2 separate regions of the Rattus norvegicus genome follow, and region 1 is linked to region 2. The links are chromatin contacts, called in public Hi-C maps. All regions are on one chromosome and are shown on one strand. Each heading gives the region's core, a stretch centred on a gene start, on an enhancer-like site or on the middle of the called end of the contact. The rest is flanking DNA. Distances are from core to core; before and after follow the strand shown. Region 1 overlaps Ankrd29 (ankyrin repeat domain 29). Region 2 holds the start of Rmc1 (regulator of MON1-CCZ1).

What was found. A called contact is a pair of places that touch in the nucleus more often than the background predicts.
Region 1: a contact with region 2 is called in a Hi-C map of liver, with 2.1 times the contacts expected there. The contact joins the enhancer-like site here to the promoter of Rmc1 in region 2. A contact is called at or near these places in 9 of 12 Hi-C or Micro-C datasets (the A7r5 cell line, Schwann cells, frontal cortex and 5 more) and 1 of 1 datasets of contacts at active chromatin or transcription factors (oligodendrocytes).

Annotation. Positions count from the first base shown.
Region 1 is chr18:3,709,379-3,712,853 of GRCr8, forward strand. It overlaps Ankrd29 (ankyrin repeat domain 29), which reads right to left. Exons shown (of 10, transcript NM_001190372.2): 10 at 1,681-3,475. Among named protein-coding and RNA genes, the nearest start is that of Npc1, 11 kb to the left of the region's middle. Within about 2 kb of position 1,988, at least 6 of the 93 cell types and tissues checked have an H3K27ac peak or open chromatin away from gene starts, as enhancers often do. A contact at or near this core is called in hepatocytes and liver, where this site is marked.
Region 2 is chr18:3,632,011-3,635,951 of GRCr8, forward strand. Rmc1 (regulator of MON1-CCZ1) reads left to right here and starts at 2,594. Exons shown (of 20, transcript NM_001009638.1): 1 at 2,594-2,771; 2 at 3,074-3,150. The coding sequence starts at 2,670.

The DNA.
Region 1 (3,475 bases), core at 738-3,237, 77 kb after region 2:
GAGGTAATCACACCAGGCTACAGGCAGCGAGTGTCTCCCTGTGGCTAATCACACCAGGCCAGATATATGATGAATACAGCAATGACAAACATGGGAAGGCAGAGGTAGTAGCCAGAAGCATCCCTGGGACGAAGCCCTGGGGCCGTGCCTCTCCAGGGCGCACCCATCACAGCTGAGCAAAACAAACAAACAAACAAACAAAGACCACGAACACAAACACAAACAAAACGAAACAGTGGGTCATCTCCAGAAGCTCAGCTGCCCATTGCAGCTCTTCCTGTATGACATCCGCCACTATCAGGGCAGGATTGGAAGACGTTCTTAAGAGAGAAGCTTGTATCTCCCACTTTGGTGAACAAACTATTAACACAATGGTCCCAGACAAACTGGAATTTCCTCAGAACCTCATACTGGGAGCAGCTCTGATGCCAGACAGAGGAGAAACTCCTGTCCAGGAAGTGATTCACACAACTCTAATTGCCCAAGCACTTATCAGTACAGACTGGAGCTCAGGCAGTGGTGGGCAGGAGCTGACTGACCTTAGTCTCTTGGTCTCTATTTAAACCTCAGCCTCATGCCAGTACTCCCCAAATGTGCTGGGGCAGCGGAGGGGATCACAGGGACTCTTCCTCTCTTACTTTTTCACTATCCCTTGCTTCTTTAGTTGGCTCCTTGAAGATGGATGGCTGAGTCTGGGCTGCCAGAGCCCAGGTTCTGTCTTCCAAACTCCCATCAGTTTCTACAGCGCTGACTGCATATGTCAGTAGGCAAGTGAGATTGTCTACACCAAGTCCTTACCACCCAAGTATCCTGTAACAAACATCTGCTTTTTATTAACCTGTGACCCAGGCCCTCTCCCAGGAACCACTTAGGGCATTCGGCCAGTTCCTGCACCATGACCACCTTGCTAAGCAGTGAGGAACTCAGTGTCTTCCGTCAAATGCAGGCCCGTGTCAAGTTTGCAGCATCCCCATCCCTCCGAGCAGCCTGTATTTGGGTTATTCTTCCCTCCTTCCTCGCCATTCCTCCCACATCAGGGTAAGATGGCATGCAGCTTCTTGTCATGGAGGGTGGGACAGAGGGAATCCAGAGCCACCACGGTGGTCTTCTGTGGATTCCTAATGTCTCTGCTATAAAACTGGTCCCCAGGTTCTGCAAACTGGTCAGCTATTTCACAAGGGAAAGTTTGCAAAGCGCTGAGGGGCCAGGAGTGGCCCCAGCAATAACAGCAAAAGCTGGGAGCTTCTCTTGAATATCTTTAGTGGCTACCCCAGGCTACCCCAGGAAGTTTTGTCTCAGTGGAAAACCTTGGGAATTGCTCAGGTACTTGTAGCAAATGAAACAATAGTTGATTAATTCTTTAGTGACGTGAAGCTCTAAGTTTGGGATCCTAAACTCCAGCCTGTTTATCAATAGAGTTGAATTACTCACTCTGAAATTTTATTCTATTCCAAATCACACAGGGGCCAGTGAAATAGCTCAGCGGTAAAGACACCTTCTGCCAAGCTTGAGGACCCAAGTTCCATTCCCAGAAACTGCGGTGGAAGAGAGAAGCCCCTGTATTGTTTTCTGACTTTCAAGAGTACCGCAGTGCCCACAAACAATAAATATGAAAAGAGGCTTTAAAAGCCACAGAAATGACACCTGCTAATAAAAAGGCAACAAAGGCAACCTGGGGGTTGTATTAACTTTATTTTAAGTATAACATGGAATGAGTTGTCAAACAGACAGATTTAGTGGCAAACTTTTGTAGTTCAGCTAAACAGATTGTTTGAGGAACTGCTCATGTTAAGCCTTTGGATAAAGGCTGACTGGATTGCCAACAAGTCTAAGGTAAAGAGTCCTTTACATGTGTGCAAATGGAAACACGGTTTCTGAAACAACAGACATCTTGTTCAGTCTTTGGTAGCTTCTAAACCAACTTGCCTGTCGTGGATAGCATCATCATTGCCTCTAGATCACGAGCTAATCCAGACTTCTGTTTCACACAGTACAAAGGTCTTTATTAGGTATTGCTAAAGATGCTGAACTGATTTCATGGCCCTAAAATGGTTCATAGGAGGAACAAGTCAATATCAAGAGGTTTTAGTGAAAAACATGACATTTCTGATACTATCTTTTGGCTTTTTTTGGTTGTTGTAGTTGCTGCTGTTGTTGGTGGTGGTGGTGGTATTTGCAATACTGTTTTCTTTCAGACCTGTGATAAACAACTGGTTCTGGTGTAGGGCTAAATAAAGGGGGAAATTGCAAAACATTTAAGTCCACTTTAATTTCTCCTTCAAGGGGAATGTAGCATTTCAAAATTCCCATGGAGGAAATGTGTATTTGCATAACTTTGCTGAGTAAAAGGCTGCCAATGGGGATACTGGCACTGATCTTCAGTTACTAAAATATTTGTGTCTGGTGTTGTGGCAACGCACAGCTTTCAAACAGTTATTGAAATTAGACTGGGGATTTCTGCAGAGCCCATCAGACTTCATCCTTCTCTGAGGGCTGTGTGCAGTTTGACACTGGCCTTGTTAGCAGTGCTTATCAGTCTGATTGCAGTTATCATAAACAATTTTTAAGAGACCGTCTTCTGATTTCAAAAGTTCCATTTTGGCATTTACACACTTACAGGTAGTGTTTCTCATCCCACTGCATGTTAGTTAAGTAAAACCTTCTTAGGAATACTTTTCTCTCCATCTTAATGACTTTATGACTTTACATAGGGACCACGGGTTGGAACCTGGAGCACAGTATGAGCAAGAACAGTGGCTACGTGTTTAAGCGTGAGAAGGGCTGTTAGTGTTTCATATGGTGCGTTATAGAAGAGTGCTTGATTTCTGTATATGCAGTTAGGCACCGACAGAGGCAGTTAGACACCATTGAAAGTGCATTGAGCATCGACTTTAGACCCTCCTCAAACAGTTTGGTGAACTTGTGGTTCTTTGTTGGAACCAGTTCACCCATGAGCATGCATAAATGAGCACCGGTGAATAATAACAACTGCCTTTGCTACGGATAGTCCCCAGAAGTAACAGTGACAGCAGCAGTACTCACGCATACCCAGTTCACCCAGTGAGCACACAGTCAGTGTCAGAGACTGGGCTGTGGGAAACTCCATATTCCCCAATGTACTGTGCCTTCACTTGTGCCTTGGGAATTGGACTCCAGATCATGCAACCGGAGTCAACACTCAAAGAGACTTGTGGTTTGCAGCTGTTGGGGTTTTCAATTTCCCACTGGCGTCTTCACACACTGACAATGTGTGACAGTGACTTTACACGTTAGGAAAAAGAGGAGGTTTTACCATCAAGCGGTTTATCTTTTTTGTGTGTTAACGGCCCATCTTTGCATAGCACATAGTGGAATGTCAGAAGTGGATCTTAAATAGCGGATGCTTATGTATCCACTGGTTCACAACAATCACAACTGATCCTTGAGTGGTAGAAAATACAGTGAGTGAATGGACAAATGCAACTATTAGGGAGGC
Region 2 (3,941 bases), core at 1,344-3,843:
CAATCTTGTGGGGATGTTTTCCCAATTGAGGTTCCCTTTTCCAAAGTATGTCAAATAGACACAAAACTAGCCAGCACACTTTCCTGGAATTACAGTGGGTCACCATGTCCACCTGGATTTACATGGTTTCTGGAGGTGTGGACTCCAGTCCTCATGCTTGCAGGGGAACCTCCTGTCCAGTCCTGCAGTTTTTCTTTGTATTTCCTGTGTCTGTTCTGTTTTACCCTCATGCCCCCGGCTTGGCACACTCTTCCCAGTGCTCATTCCAAGTAAGGGTGTTAAACACAGCAAGTGAGCTAGACTTGCTTAGGGCCAGAATTTCTTGACTCTCAGCACTTCCCCCTCATCCGTCCCTGAACATCTTTTTCTGCTGCATGGTCAAGGATCCAGTTTCTGCCTAAAGCCACCAGGAAGAGAGCTCTTCTGGGCAATGCTGGGCTCTATCTCCACAGAGGCTGTTTCATTTTGCTTTGCCTTTTGAGACAGGGTTTTTGTGTAGCCCTGGCTGTCCTGGAACTAACTCTGTAGATCAGACTGACCTTGAACTCAGAGATCTGCCTGCCTCTGCTTCCTCAGTGCTGGGATTAAAAGCATGCGGCCACCACCACCCTGCAACACACATATTTCTGAAGCCAGCTCCTCTTATATTATCAGTGCTCGTTTTCTAACCAAAAGGTTTAGAAAGTTCAAAGACGAAAACAGAAGTCATGAAAACAGCTACAGTGAGAAGCTGCCGGAAACTCTAAGGAACTATGGTGAATGGTCCTTTAGTCATCTCACATGGTCTGACAAAGAATAGGCAACAAAAATTGAAACAAAAGCAGCAACAGGAAAGTCTGTGCTACTTTTGGGGTCTAGAAAGTGTCAGAAGCACCTTCTAGGCTTCTTGGACAAGTATGCACAGCTGTCTTTTTCACAGGCCAAAGTTTCTGAGCCCTGGAAAACAGTCCAAGAGTAAAACAATGAAGAGAAGGAACCACCCAGCCACAGAACTGCTCCCTCCTCCCTTGGGGTGTCAGGGTAGGCAAGTGCCCCCAATAGTTGGCTCTGCTGCCTGAGGGCTGCACTCCCAAGTAATCTGAGCTCACCTCTTCCCTGGTAGGAATCTCCCTTAGATGCCATAGAAAGACTGGTGCTAGGGAGCTCAGTTGGCTCTGAGCCCTACTGTTTGTTTTTGTTTTTAAAACACCTTCCGCCCCTCCCCTCCCTTATCACTTTCTTTCCCTCCCCTCCCTTATCACTTTCTTCCCCCCCCCCCCCCCCCCCCCCCGAGTTGGGGACCGAACCCAGGGCCTTGCGCTTCCTAGGTAAGCGCTCTACCACTGAGCTAAATCCCCAGCCCCCTCCCTTATCACTTTTAAAGCAGCATAGCCCTGGTAGAGCAAAGTGGTAGTGTCCAGCCCTCGCTTCAGAGGCCTTAGGTTTTGGCTGCCTTCGGTACTCTTCCAGCCCCTTCCTGAGAGTTAAAAGGACTTCACAAAAAATGCAAGCTAGAGTTTTAGTTTGATAACTCTTGTTCCATGTTCCAATACTTAAGCTTTCAGAAGGTACAAAAGTCATTGAGCAGTCTCGTAATTCCAGTTCTTGGAGGTGAGTGCTACCGTGCTTGCCTAACATGCATACCCTCTTCTGGCTTCTAAGCTCACCTGCACTTGTGTGGACATACCCGCCAGCATGTGCGTGCGCGCACACGCGCGCGCGCGCGCGCGCGCACACACACACACACACACACACACACACACACACACACACACGCACGCGCACTACCAAACTTAAATCTATAAAAGAAAGTGAAAAAAAGGTATTTGCCATGTAGCAAATGAATTCCACAGGCAAACCTCCAGAAAACAGAAATAAATGTCAGGCCAGAAGGGGGCGCCACAAGAAAGGCAAGGCTCCTCAAACTCAGGTCATCATACTGAGAGCCATCTCCCTGGACTAAGGCTGTTTCTTCTAGGCCTTAGCGGCTTGTGGATGGTCACCTGGCTGGCTGGAAATTTAATGCCCTAATCTCCCTTTATTTCCTCTTAAATAAAGGCGCCAGTCCCATTGGCTTAGGGACCTACCTGATGCCTTCAGTTTTCCTTAATTTCCTTTGAAGCTTCAAGCACATTCTGAGATATTGGGGATTAAAACTTCAACACGTAAATTCTAGGGGAGGGGCGAAATCTAGTCCCTAACATCCTAGCAGATCACAGTACTTGCCAGTATGGCTAAGGCAGACTGCTCAAAAAATCAGTTTCTGGGGCTAAACACGGAATTCCGTTGAGTAATGTAGTTGCCTGGCGTGAGGGAGGTCCTGAGGTGAACACAGAAATCAATCCTGGCTCGTAGATCTTTGCTGCACGCTTACAGTTAGCCTCCTGCCTCATCTCTCGACTAAACAGACAAGAACAGAACCCTGGGCGTAGGCGACGCAGAATGTCACCACCCGTAAGCAAATTAGAAACCAGGCTGTCCTCCCAGCAGCCCGCAGGCTTCCGGGTCACGTGACCCGACCTCCTCCCTCCTACAAGGGGGCGTGTCTTCGGTGTTGGGACCCTCCCCCGCTCACTGAGGCGCCGCTGGCCCGGTCACGTGGAGGGCGGGGCGGGGCCTAGGGCTGCGGCCCAGCGGCGACCCGGTTCTTGGACTGCATCTTCTACGGACGAGCTCCGCCGGTCCCAGCCATGGGCAGCGAGGACTACTACCTGGAGCTGTGCGAGCGGCCAGTGCAGTTCGAGAAGGCGAACCCGGTTAACTGCGTGTTCTTCGACGAGGCCAACAAGCAGGTGAGCGGCGGCCACGGCGGGGGCCGGGCGCCCAGACGCCGGAGTGTCTCTGCACCGGCGCCGAGAGTGCGGGGTGTATTGTACCAGAGCTGAGACGCGAGTGAAAGTGCATGGGCGGTGTCAGTGTGCGAGCTGGCTTTCAGACGGTCAGTCCCAGAGTCTGGCCTGCGGTCTTAAAATTCGTCTAAGCATGTCCTGTTTGTTCGGATGAATCGAGGATGTGGTACGGTAGACATGATTCTTGAAAGGCTGAGTCTAGGTCCTTATAAAGTCTGACCATTCATGTTGCCTCTTTTCCTCAGGTTTTTGCTGTTCGGTCAGGTGGAGCTACAGGAGTGGTCGTTAAAGGTCCAGATGATAGGAATCCCATCTCTTTTAGGTAATTTGCACTTTCAGAATAATACCCACATGTAAACACCGGCGGCTTTCTAACTCAGAAAGTTGAATCATTTTGTCTCTAAGCGGCCTGTCGTGTCAGTAAGAAAAAGCAGTGGACATTTGCTAGTACAGTTTGGTTACAGCACAACTGTCAGAGTGAAATAGGGATTGCTAGTTCAAGTGGGAACCAAAATCTCCTAGAGCACCCACTTCCTGGTACTTGAAGTTATCGAGTCCGTGTGTTTTGCACTCATTTCTGCAGTGCGCAGTGCTGGACCTGGGGACTCATTGACGTTTATCCCAGCACTTCTAGAGTTTTTGCTGGGTGGTGGAAAATCCAGTGTTCTGGTGTAATGGAGAACAATCAGGGCTTCCACTGAGGTTGAAGTGACAGACCGGCTTTCCAAAGTATGTAGGTTGACAATGTGATTGACATAGCAGTTCTTTTCATTTTTACAAGTCCCTCAGCACCTTGGCAACAGGCCTATAATCCCAGCCCTCTGGGAAGCTAAGTAGCAAATAGCTTGCAGGTTAGTGGCAGTGTAGCAAAACCCCGTTTTCAACAACAACGACGACAACAAAAATCTCAGAAAAATAAATTGCATTTAATATGTGTCAGCTGTTTGAAGTAAAAAAAAAAAAACAGCCAACTTTGTTTTCCTTTCTTTTCCTTTGTTACTTCTTCCTTTATTTTTTCATTTTTTTTTGAGACAGGGTTTCTCAATGTAGCCCTGGCTGTCCTGTAACTTAATTCTGTAGACAGGCTGACCTTGAACTCAGAGATCCTTCTGC